Linked DNA regions of Gossypium arboreum: region 1 is linked to region 2. Evidence: chromatin contacts called from public Hi-C data. All regions are on one chromosome and are shown on one strand. The core of a region is the stretch at or near the end of the contact, and the rest is flanking DNA. Distances in the headings are between cores, read along the strand shown.

Evidence for each region. Hi-C and Micro-C count contacts between places; a contact is called where the count stands out from the background.
Region 1: a contact with region 2 is called in a Hi-C map of leaf, with 2.8 times the contacts expected there. The contact joins the promoter of LOC108477371 here to the promoter of LOC108479262 in region 2. A contact is called at or near these places in 2 of 5 Hi-C or Micro-C datasets (both in leaf).

Annotation. Positions count from the first base shown.
Region 1 is chr12:104,486,782-104,492,716 of ASM2569848v2, reverse strand. It overlaps LOC108477371, which reads right to left and starts at 2,706. Exons shown (of 14, transcript XM_053023413.1): 1 at 2,350-2,706; 2 at 1,919-2,026; 3 at 1,689-1,820; 4 at 318-887; 5 at 1-60. The coding sequence starts at 2,463. It overlaps LOC108478889 (protein BIG GRAIN 1-like E), which reads right to left and starts at 5,832. Exons shown (of 1, transcript XM_017781346.2): 1 at 4,622-5,832. The coding sequence starts at 5,580. The coding sequence ends at 4,789.
Region 2 is chr12:104,345,534-104,351,174 of ASM2569848v2, reverse strand. It overlaps LOC108479262 (transcription factor BIM2), which reads right to left and starts at 2,078. Exons shown (of 7, transcript XM_017781749.2): 1 at 1,587-2,078; 2 at 1,329-1,413; 3 at 727-796; 4 at 537-632. The coding sequence starts at 1,707.

The DNA of each region.
Region 1 (5,935 bases), core at 1,457-3,956, 140 kb before region 2:
GTCATCTGTTCTTATAGGAAAACAGAATCCTTCCAGTACAGTATCTTGTGACCTATCCAACTGTAAGAAGTTAAGAACGTTTCTAATATTGTGGCAACTAATGTTACTTGTAATAGCAAATTAAAAACTGCATCAACTGATTATGGAAGAGGGTGATAATTCTGAGGAAATAGCTCTTAAAAGCTAGCTCCAGATGGTAAGACTAATTCAAGCAGTAAGTACGTAAATTTTGCAAGAAGATAGAGGGAACATGATTTCAACAAGATGTTCAACATGGGCAGAACCAAATGAAAATGAGACATGATAGACTATCTTACCTCTTTATATGCAATGTTAGCTACTCTAGTGAATTTTTCATTTTGGGAACTAATAAACTTGCCCTTGGCTTCATTCTCACCATGATGAGCCACGAAATCAACAGATTTTGATGGAAAACCATCTTTGGCTGGGGAGCTTTCTACAATTTTCTCTACTGATTTAGAGAGCACTGCCAATGCTTCGGGAAATCTGTCAATTTCATCTTCGGAAGCATTATGAGTTACCGAGAACCCATGTTCATGTTTCACTTGATTCCCTGGTACTAAATTTGAACCCTCTGCATCATAAGTCAGGTCCTTAGATCGGGGTCGTTTACGGCCGGGCCTGTCAACCAACTTGCTTTGCATTTTTTCACACCTTGTACTTCTCTTTTTCTTGATCTGTGGCCTGGCCAAGTATGGTAGTAAATCAGAAGCAGTACAGATAGTTGAGCTCCCATTATCATTATCCATTCTAGAAGCGCCATTGCAAAAGCTGGAAGATACCAAACTGCTTTCTGCTGTTCCATTGACATTTGCCACCAATTCCCGTAGTAACCTTTGAACAAATGGATTTTTAAATCCAAAAAACTGCATGAAAACGCAAAGAAAAACTCAGTGAAATTACCTATGTTTTTCTTTACTTATCCAAAGTTAGGAAATACATTTTCAAACATTAAGCAAGTCAAACCACAAATAAAAAAAACAGCCAAGAAATAAGTGAAAGTTTTTAAAATATGTATGCAGTATGCATGCATATAAAGGCATCAACATCTATAAAATAATACTATAGAGCACCTTTATTGCATTCGTTGCAAAGAATACAACAACCTGAGCCACCCAGTGAAAAATCTATCAAAGAGAAAAGATCGACTTAAATGCTCCACATTATACTGCTTCAAATTGATGTCAGAGCTTGATCTTTATCATGTTAATCACTCTCAATCTAAGCGACTCTGAGGTTAATATTTAAGGTAACCGCATAAAGATGAAAGAACAAGACAGTAACTCAAAGGATTTTCACAAGCTTAGCTATTCTTCTCACTAAGGCTAAATTATAGTAGTCACCAGAGCAACCCCTAGATCATCTTGTTCAAATTAGGATGCATCTCTTCTATAAGAAATCTTCAATCTAGAGACCAAAGTGTTTGACAGAAGAGAGTTTTATAATTCTGAACAATTAAAAAACAAGAAAAAGTAGAATGAATTGTCATCTAGGTGGAAAATGCTTTCCAGATACCAGATATGACAACAAAATAAGAACATAAAGATGATATCACCAAAGCCGCAATTGTCCATACTAAAGTTGTAAATAGCAATGCAATTAACCAAAAAAGGAGGGCTAAGGAAAATGCAACTTCAGAGTGCTATGGAAGCACCACCAAGTTATACCTCCACACCATCTATCTTGCATGAGAATCTCTTTCCATGCCATATCTTCAAATGTGGGCAACCCATCTTCTGAAATTTCTCCCATGCAATATCTGGAGTTTGTCCAGAACACGATTGCCCATCACAGGAGATCTGCATGCAAATAGAGGCACACTTTTGCTTTATAATTCGCTTAAAAAAGTATCAATGGAAAACAAGATGCAAGAAAACCATCATGTCTGCTTACTCACCACAAACAAAGGCCCTCTAGGACCTTCATGAATTTCTGTCTTATAAGTGCTTCCATTGTGAGCCCGAACAGCTTGATAGCCCACAGGATAAGGATATCGATCTTTACCCTACAGATTAACAAGGTTAAATCCACTTAAACGAAACACCATTAGTCCATAACAATTTACTTCAATTTTCTGCTGTTAGTCCAAATATATGTTTTTTTAATTTGCCAAAACTTGTTAGGATCGAAGATTCGGAGTTCCTAAATTCCAATTACAAATTTACACCGTACTTGCAGAAAAATATACTACTATTAGAGACACCGGCAATCAACCAGAGTTCTTTAGTTTTCATTCAAGTTATTCGGCAGGTATCTATATTGATTACACAAAAATAATCGTAAACCGTGAGAATGTCGAGTAAAATGCAAATAGAAAAGCAAACAAACCCTAGAGGAGCTCCAATACTTCTTCCCCCAGGGGCCTTTGTATAGAGATCCAACGGAAACGATCTCCAGATCGTCTAATTTCGCTGTTTGCTCTCCTTCTTTAGTTTTCGCCATCCAAAGAAATGAGAAGAAAACAAGATTTCCAAACGACTAACAATAAGCGAGTAGAGAGGATTTTCAAGATAGACGAAGAGATGGCTTTTTAGATGGCGGGAACTAAAATCTTGAAATGCGTCATTTCCCTCGAACTTCTAAATAAAAACTTTATTTGATTAGGAAAAAATCTAAACGCCGTTGCCTGGGATCGAACCCGGGTCACCCTCGTGACAGGCGGGAATACTCGCCACTATACTACAACGACCTATTGAATTTCAATTAGTTCTTTAATATTTCTCTCATGTAAAATCTCGAGTTTGTCCACTCCGAAGACTTTACTTGAAATATTTTAGGAAAATAACACTAGCCGTTGCGGAGGATCGAATCCGGGTCACCCGCGTGACAGGCGGGAATACTCACCACTATTCTACAACGACTAACAGATTTTCGGCAGTGTTTTTTATATTTCTCTCATGTAATATCTAGAGTTTGTCAAGAACTCCAAAAACTTTATTTGAAAATTTTAAGAAAATAGCACACGCTGTAGCCGGGGATCGAACCCCGGTCACCCTCGTGACAGGCGGGAAAACTCACCACTATACTACGACTTGTTGATTTTTAGTAGTTCTAATATTTCTCCCATGCGATATCTGTAGTTTGTCTAGAACTCCAAAAATTTTATTTGAAAATATTAGGAAATATAATATTCACCGTTGCCGTTGATCAAACCCGGGTCACCCGCTGACAGGCGGGAATACTCACCATTATACTATGACTTAAGGATTTTCAGTAGGCTTTTTAATATTTATCTGGAGTTTGTCCAGAAGTCCAAAAACTCTTTTTGGTAGGGAAAAAAAAATGTTCGCTGTTGCCGGAGATCGAACCCGGGTCGCTTGCGTGATAGGCGGAAATACTTACCACTATACTACGACTTATTGACCTTTAGTAGTTCTTTCTAGGTTTTTTTTCTAACTATTCAAAGTCTAAATGAAAAATTGCTTAGGGAAGATCCGATATTCAAAGCAAGCAATATTTCCAGTCAAACTTCATAAAATCACATTTACTTTGAAAAAAAATCACTGCATAGACCTATCTCATCCATTAGGATGCGACATGGCTTGTTGGACCCTTAGCTAGGGTGCCCCCATGCATCATTGATGTCTTTCATGCCCTCCTATATAGGCTTTTTTAGTGCTCTACAGTACATACATCATTTTTGTGCATCATTCTTTCTAAAAGGCTATCAATAGGTTTCATCATCGATTTAGCGTTAGACCTTTATTCTGATTCCAAGTGACACTAAGGAAAGGGTAGAGGGAAAAAAACACTACTAGCTTTATACGCATGAGTTGAATTTTGAAAAGGACTCTTGGACTCAATTTGTAAAATATAATCTAAAGGCACAAAAGTTGGTTCTTAATTCTTAATTATTATAAGCAAGCAAAACTTGCATCTATACAGTTAAATAAACAACACATGTCTTTGTATATGTTTAGTTGTCTGATTGCACAGGAATTTAATGTTGTTGGCATTAATCAAAACTCTTAATAATTTGGGGTTTAAAGTGGAAGTTACATCACTGGAATGATAAGACGTACGTCCGTACGAAGTTTTACCCTTCAATGCTTAACAACTTCCCTACTATAACCCACTATTGTTCATCATTGCATCTATATCAGATAAAGATTCAGACATTTCTCTACATGTAAGAATAATGATGAATTCTAGGAAGCCTTGTAACTTAATTGAAATTGCTGAAAAAGAAGTTTGATTTCTGAACTTAACTCTAGATATGTAGATTAGACAGTGGTATTAACTTTGTTCCTGCATTCACCAAAAAAAAAAAAAAAAAACTTTGTTCCTGCAGGTTTGGAAGATGAGCCTATAAATCAGGCATGCAAAAACTAAATGAATTTGGTTGCAGTTTATTCGATTCATACAGTTTAGTTTAGAAATAACATTCTAGACTCTGGAGACAAATTGTATCATTTCACCTGTGATTCAATTTATTACGGCATGCTTTGTGTAGAGAAAATAAGGCTTATATGAATCACACGTGCTGATTAGGAAATATTAATTAATGTGACGTGATGATGCGGGTTTTCTCCATTAATTTAGTGGATAATCATTAATCATAGCAATCTAAGCGAGCAAAAGAAATGGAGGACTTTTGAGGTTTATGCATTAATCCATGAAAAGAAGTGACTGGAAAAGAAAAGACAAACAAACAAATTCCAAACTGTACACACAGAGAAACGAAAAGCATTCAATATCTGTTAATTATCACAGTCTTTAATGGAGATGAAAAACAAATGAAGCCAAAGTTTGAAAAAGAGTATAGTCTCAAAGGGCACCATTGGAAACCGGTGCTCCCCTCTTGAAGCTATCCATGTTTGTAGTTTCAAACACAGGCAAACCACTTGAATAGCTTTGCAACTCAAAAAGATCAGAGCTTGAATCACTATCTGCACCATCATCAACCTCACACAACTTACTGAAGTCTTTCTCTTCTGATTGATATCTATCAACTCTAATGCTCATATTCTTATCCTGATGATGGGGTTCGATATTCTTGTACTTTTCTAAGAACCCATCAATGAGCTTCGATGTCTCATTCCTTTTTGTAGGTGTGGATGCATAAGGAGGTGGGGTTCTGAAACCAGAGCTTGAAGAAGAATAAAAGGACTTGGTATCAACCGTGTTAGAGCTACGAAAATGGCTGATACTAATCCTCCTTTTCCTTCTCCCACCAGGGCTCACTTCTTCATCTTTCATGGATTGTGTGGTGGATTTCGAATTTTTCTTCTTTTTGGAACCTGTTTGATTGAAAAGAGAGTTCAAGAAGGTAGCGAGTTTACCACCTGGGGAGCTTGGTTGCTTGTGTTTCTTCTCTTTGACATGTTTTTCCACCAAATGAGACTGGTGAAGATCTAGAAGAGGGTTTCTTCTCATCGCTACATCCAAGCTGATCCGATCTCCTCTCAATGGCTGATTCTCGTCCCGCGTTACCTTTTGACTGATTAATGTTCCACAATTGTAGCTCGCTGCTTCATTGTACCCTGAGAAATACCGAGCCGCTTCGAACACGTCGAGCTCGCCGGAACCATTCCGGTGATGGAATGACTTCTTCAACATTGTATCAGGGTTGAAACTTGAAACCTTGATGCTTATGATATTATGTCCACCTGGTTCATAAGGTTTATAATTGTTACTAGAGAGAGCGATAATCTGTAAAGTGAAGGAGAACAGGTTTGGAATGATTGAGATCAGTGGGAAGGGTATATCTTTTAACTATATATATTGGCCCCTCTTCACTTGTTAAAAATATTTATAATCTCTTCGAAATGCAACTAATAATAATAATAATAATCAATCGTAGGGTCTAATAATGCAATATGATGAAGTGTGGTTTGGAGGATTTATGGAGGAGACCCCTGACCCCCCACTTTTGACTACGAATTTATGTTTTGGGGTAGAAGTAAAACAAAGA
Region 2 (5,641 bases), core at 829-3,328:
GAGTAAATAATTAATCGGAAGGTTAATACCACAAATAAGAAGGCACCATCTACAGCCACATTCTTCAACACCAAGTAAATTGTTAATGCAAGCAATCAACACCTTCAAAATAAAACAATACAAAGCACCTGAATATTGCAATTCTAAGCAGTGCCATGGCGTGAAATTCACATTCACAACAATCATATGAGGACTAATAGATAAGATACTTCTCCACATCCAATTATTGCAACGCTTAACATAAAATTTAAAATATCAATACCATACAAATAAACGAATCGAGTATATTCTCTTATCACCACAATGAAGAATTGCAACAATTTGACTTAAAGCAATTCGCATATTCAAAAATAAGACCAGTAAAATATCACATACATCATTAACAAGCCTAATGAACTGAATTTCCAATAATAACAATGACAAGAAGAAAATAGAATATCTAATAGCTTAATAAAGCATATACACACAAATCATCATAGCATGGAAATTAACCACTTAAACCACATGAATGGAAGGCATTCCATATAAGAACATACCCATGGCTTTAATTTCGTGGGCTCTGAACTCCATCCCTGGTAAGAACCCTCATATTTTTGAACCTTCTCCTGTAAAAATTGGACATACTCTATGACCTGCAAAAGAAGATTGATCCAACAACAATTATTCAAGCAGAGTTCTTCAGATGGAAAATAGTTATACAAACACCATTCTGGATTCATAACATACCTCTAGCAAGAATGAAGCCGTATCTCTCTTTTGATCCGTGTTTGGTATAAGATCTCTCAATATTTGAAATCTAAAAGACGGCAAAGCTATTAGTATTACTACTATTCATAAAGTTAAGCAAGCTGCATCATCAATTTGTAACCTCTCAAGAATCTATGGTACATATACAGTAATACAATAGCACTTAATTTTGGATCCAAGCTTCCATGTAGAACAAGCACTTAACTCAGTGCTAGCAAGAGAAGAAGCAAACATTTTCAGTCACCATAACATGGCCAATAACGTCAACATTTCAGGTGCCAATTCAAGTTAGAACTTTATAAACTTAATCATTCTTTTAAACGCTCAGTAGAATCATCATCTACTCATAATACAGTGAATTAGCTACAAAATACAATTCCTTGTATCAATCATCAATATTTCCATAACAAAGTCAACCAAAGCTGATAAAGTTAAAAACTTTGTTAGAGTCAACGTATCCTGAACCATTACATTCCATGGCTTATGCAATTACTTGAACTTCAGCTCAGTCCCCTTCCCTCAATTTCCATAGTAATTATAAAAGATGGACATTGAAACTGGAAGAAAACAAAAGGAGATACCTTTCATTAATCTTACTCCTCCTCCTCTGCTCCGTGACAGAGTGTTTTGATCGTATAGCTTTAGCCTTATCACTGTCTTTCCCGTCTGCTTCTACAGCCCCAAACAAACAAACAAACAAAAAACGAAACAAACCCAGAATTCCAAATTCAACAAAAGAAAAGAAAAAAACACCCTTTAAGAAACAACCATATAGAAATATAGTAATAAAGGAAAAGGGAGATCTGGGTTAAAGAGTGGGATCCAATCTAATGATATACCATTGTTGATGTTGGTGTTGGTATTGGTATTGGCGTTGACAGAGAGAGTATGAAAGGAAGAAGGCCGTGTCTTTTTGGAACCAAACTCTTCTTCCTCTTGACTTGCCTTTCCCCTTCTCATTTCTTTTCTTCTCCAGATGTCACAAGCAAAATATACATAATGTGTTATAAAAAGGAAACCGCCCAAAAGTATAAAAAGAATGAAAAAGCAAAAAGACAATTTGTCAGGTTGAAGGAAAAGGGAAGAGAAAAAGCAAAAAAGTGGAAGGAAATGGAAAGGAAAATATGGAGGATTGTTGGTAGGTTGGTTCCCGGCGAGAACAACAGTACTCTGTGTGTGGGGTTAAACTACAAAGTTGTTTTTCTTTTTTGATGGAATGGGATGGAATGGAGAGGGAGACAAAAAGAAAAGGGATGAAGTGCAAGTCATGTGAGTGGCTTTCCCGTGATAGGTTTGCTTAAATTGGGCATTTTGTATTACATGGGCCCTTCTTTTATTATTATTATTATTATTATTTAGAATTATTTTTAATTTTTCAGCGACATATAAATGCACACTCAGAATTAATATCTTCTTAAATTAATAACAATATTTATGTCGAGAAAAATAAAATAATTTATGAATTTGATTAAATTTAAATATGATATTTATACCTACTTTATTTATATTATTGGATTTAATACATTAAAACATGTTTTTCATGGGTCACAAACCTGGGCTTGATGGTGTAGTCCCTTAGATACGGATTTTTGTCCATGCCTGCATTAAGTCCCATCTAGTCTTCTGATCTATTTTACGATTTAAAGAAAATATAAAATATATTATTATGAAAATGGTAGATATAAAATAATTATATGCTGCAAGTCTTTTTTTATTTGTTTGAATTAATTATGAAACCTTTAGATTTTTGAAACAGGATTTAAGAGCGACATCTACGTTACAGAAAAAAATAAAATTCAAGAATTTAAAAAAAAAAAAATATATATATATATATATATATATGATACTATTTGAATCCTACGTGGTGGAGCGACTCTCGGTTACCATGTGGTTTTTTCACATTTTTGTCTCAGAGCACGTCTCCTTTTCTCTGGCCAGGGGTCTCCTCGGTTCTCGGTTTCTTCTGCTCCGGCAAGGTTTGTACATTTGGTGGAGCCACAGTCATCGATAACCCTCGTCAGCTCGCGCGTGGTGGCTGGTTGCTGACGCCGCTCCGAAGGCTTGAAATCTCCTTAAGTCGGTGACTCCTGACGATGTACACCGTAGTGACGGTGACCCTTCTCCAGGCTCTTCTTGTGGCTTTGACTCCCCCTTAGTGGTGGATTTGCCTTTTAGCCTTTGTATTGACAGTGTTATACTGTAGGCTTTTGAAGCCCAATGCTTGTATTGTTTGATGTTAATGAAATTGATATTTTGTAAAAGAAACAGCTAATAATTAAATAAAAAAAGTAATCATAGTTAGATGGGTCCAAATAGGAAGAGTGATTGTTCAAAGTTACAGAAGGTAGATCCAAATGATAAATGGGCTCTATTCTTCGATTTTTGTTTCATTTCTTAGACATGGGCATTAAAATATGAAGATCCATCTAATTTTATAATCATCACTCATATTTTAGTTAGTATTTACCAATAATTACATCTTTTTTACTTTCCTTACTTCAACTACCCCACCTTTCATTATTAGCCAATACCACTGATGCTTCACCAAACTTACCATAAAAATTAATCATTTATATCATTTCGCGACAACCCCTATGATTTTTACTCTTATAAATTGTTACTATACGATGGTAGTTGATTTTGCCTATCTCTACATTTGTTAATTAGCAGAGATGGACACAAATTTAATCATGCACTTTACAATTTTTTCAATTTTATTTGGAGATTAACTTATTATGAATCAACAATTCAAGACATGATTTAAGTTTAACTTAGTAATATGCAGGGGCGAAGCCAGAAAAGAATTTTGGGGGGGCCGAAGGAAATTTTAATTTTTTATAGTCTATATATTTATAATTTTTAAAGGATTAAATTGAATTTTTATAATTTTAGGAGGGGCCAAAGTACAATTTTACCTTTACTAATTTAAAATTTTAAAAAAATCTAAAGGGCCTAAATGAAAATTTTCCATCTTAGGGGGGGCCGGGGCCCATGCCCCTTGGTTTAGCCCGGTAATATGCTGTTAAAAATTCTTTAATTATGCGCATTAAAAAAGTCTAAAGTTTTTCGATCAAATGATGCTAATAAAATATGATAAATTACACAATGTGCCAGATACAAGTTGAGTTGTAACTGGAGTTACATCTGAACAACGTAACTATCACTAACAATTTCACATTTGGCATTTTTATCAAAACATAACAACATATTCAAGCAAGGTAATGTGATCTTTAATGCGACACTCTCTTTCAATCCAACCATCTATATATGTAAACAAAATTATGAAATCAATTACGTGTGTGTAAAAGTAAAGGAGTATTAACAAAATAAAATGTAAAAGTTAGAGGCCAAAAATAAAATCCAACAACAAAATTATAAGTGAAAAAAGAATTTATATTCTCACTAACTTCTTCACTTGACTCGTTACTTTTCTTCTTCTTCTTCTTTTTCTTCTTTTTTATCAAAAAAGCAAAGGCATTTTACGGAGAACACGAGTCATTTGTCCCCCCTACAACTTCATTAGGCTCTTTAAATTTTGTAGTTGTTTATTAATGTAGACTGAGTCTTCATCTAAATGTTACATTAATCTAACCTTATCAGCATTAGAAAGCCCTTGCAACTAAAACATCAACTAGTATAGGATCTTCATCATCCTCAATCTTAGCTCCTAAATCTATATCAACAACATGTTTGCCCATTTTCCATTTTAAAGAATACTTCAATTCTAATACCTGAGGTACGGTAACATTATCTTTCTACACTATTAAATTTTGTTTTCAAATATTTTGATATAACAAAATAAATAGTAAAATTTTCTTAATCAAATTCCAAAAATTAATTTGACAACACTAAGATTCTTTTCAACTGTTAAAAAACTCAAAATCAAATTTCCAAATGCCTTAGAAATATTATAAAAGTTTTTGATTACCCTCAAGTTATTTTACAAAAGTTTCTAAGCTTAATTATGTAGCATTCCAGCTAAGTATCGAGACTTTGTAAGTCAGTAGTCAAACTTTGCTTTAGGGGAGCAAAGACTTAGGACTACCATGAAAGTCTCGAGATTTAGTAGCAATTCTCAGTACTAGCAAAATCAATAGCCAAAGTTTGCTTCAAGGGAGGAAAGTCTTGTTACTTGCCTTCATAGTCTTGATACCCAGGCTTTTCTTTTCAACCAAGTCTCGAAACTACCCTTCTAAAACTCGAGACTTGACCTTGCAAATTGCATTAAATGTTGTACTCATTTTTTTGTACAAACACTTGTAAGATCATTTGTTATTCTTCCTTCCAAGTGTTTAATTGTATTAGTGAGAACCAAATCATTGCATATTTTCTTTTGAAAAGTTTTCATTCATTCGTAATTTCATTTCTCTTGTTTGTGAAAATAACTAAGGTTTTGGGTAAAAAACTTTGAAGGAAAATGGTTCAGCTTTAGCTATTCAAAATATAGAGATTGTGTAAAAGTTATACATTGTCTATTAAAGGTATCAATTAGTGAAAAGTATTTAGTTGTAAAAAATTAAGGTAGTAAAGAAAGGCATTTGAAGCTAAATTACTATAGATTCTTGTATCATTTTTCTTGAGCTTATTTTTGTAAATTTTATAAATACCATTTCACCCCCTTTTGTTGTATATTGAAGATAACATGCGCTATATTCTTCGTTTGCTTAATTAGAATTTGATGGATGGACCGAAGGAAAAGGCACATATATATATATATGCCTATTGTTTTCGGCCTTTGCATGCTTAACAATTTCATCAAAGATTACTTAACCAAGATTAAAAGAAATTAATGAAACCACCTTTACAGTAAGGTTGCCATCCTTTTGCTAACCACCATGCTGTTCTTGTTAAGGAGCCAGTTTCTGGTTGCAAGGGCCGTATATGTGGGCTCTAG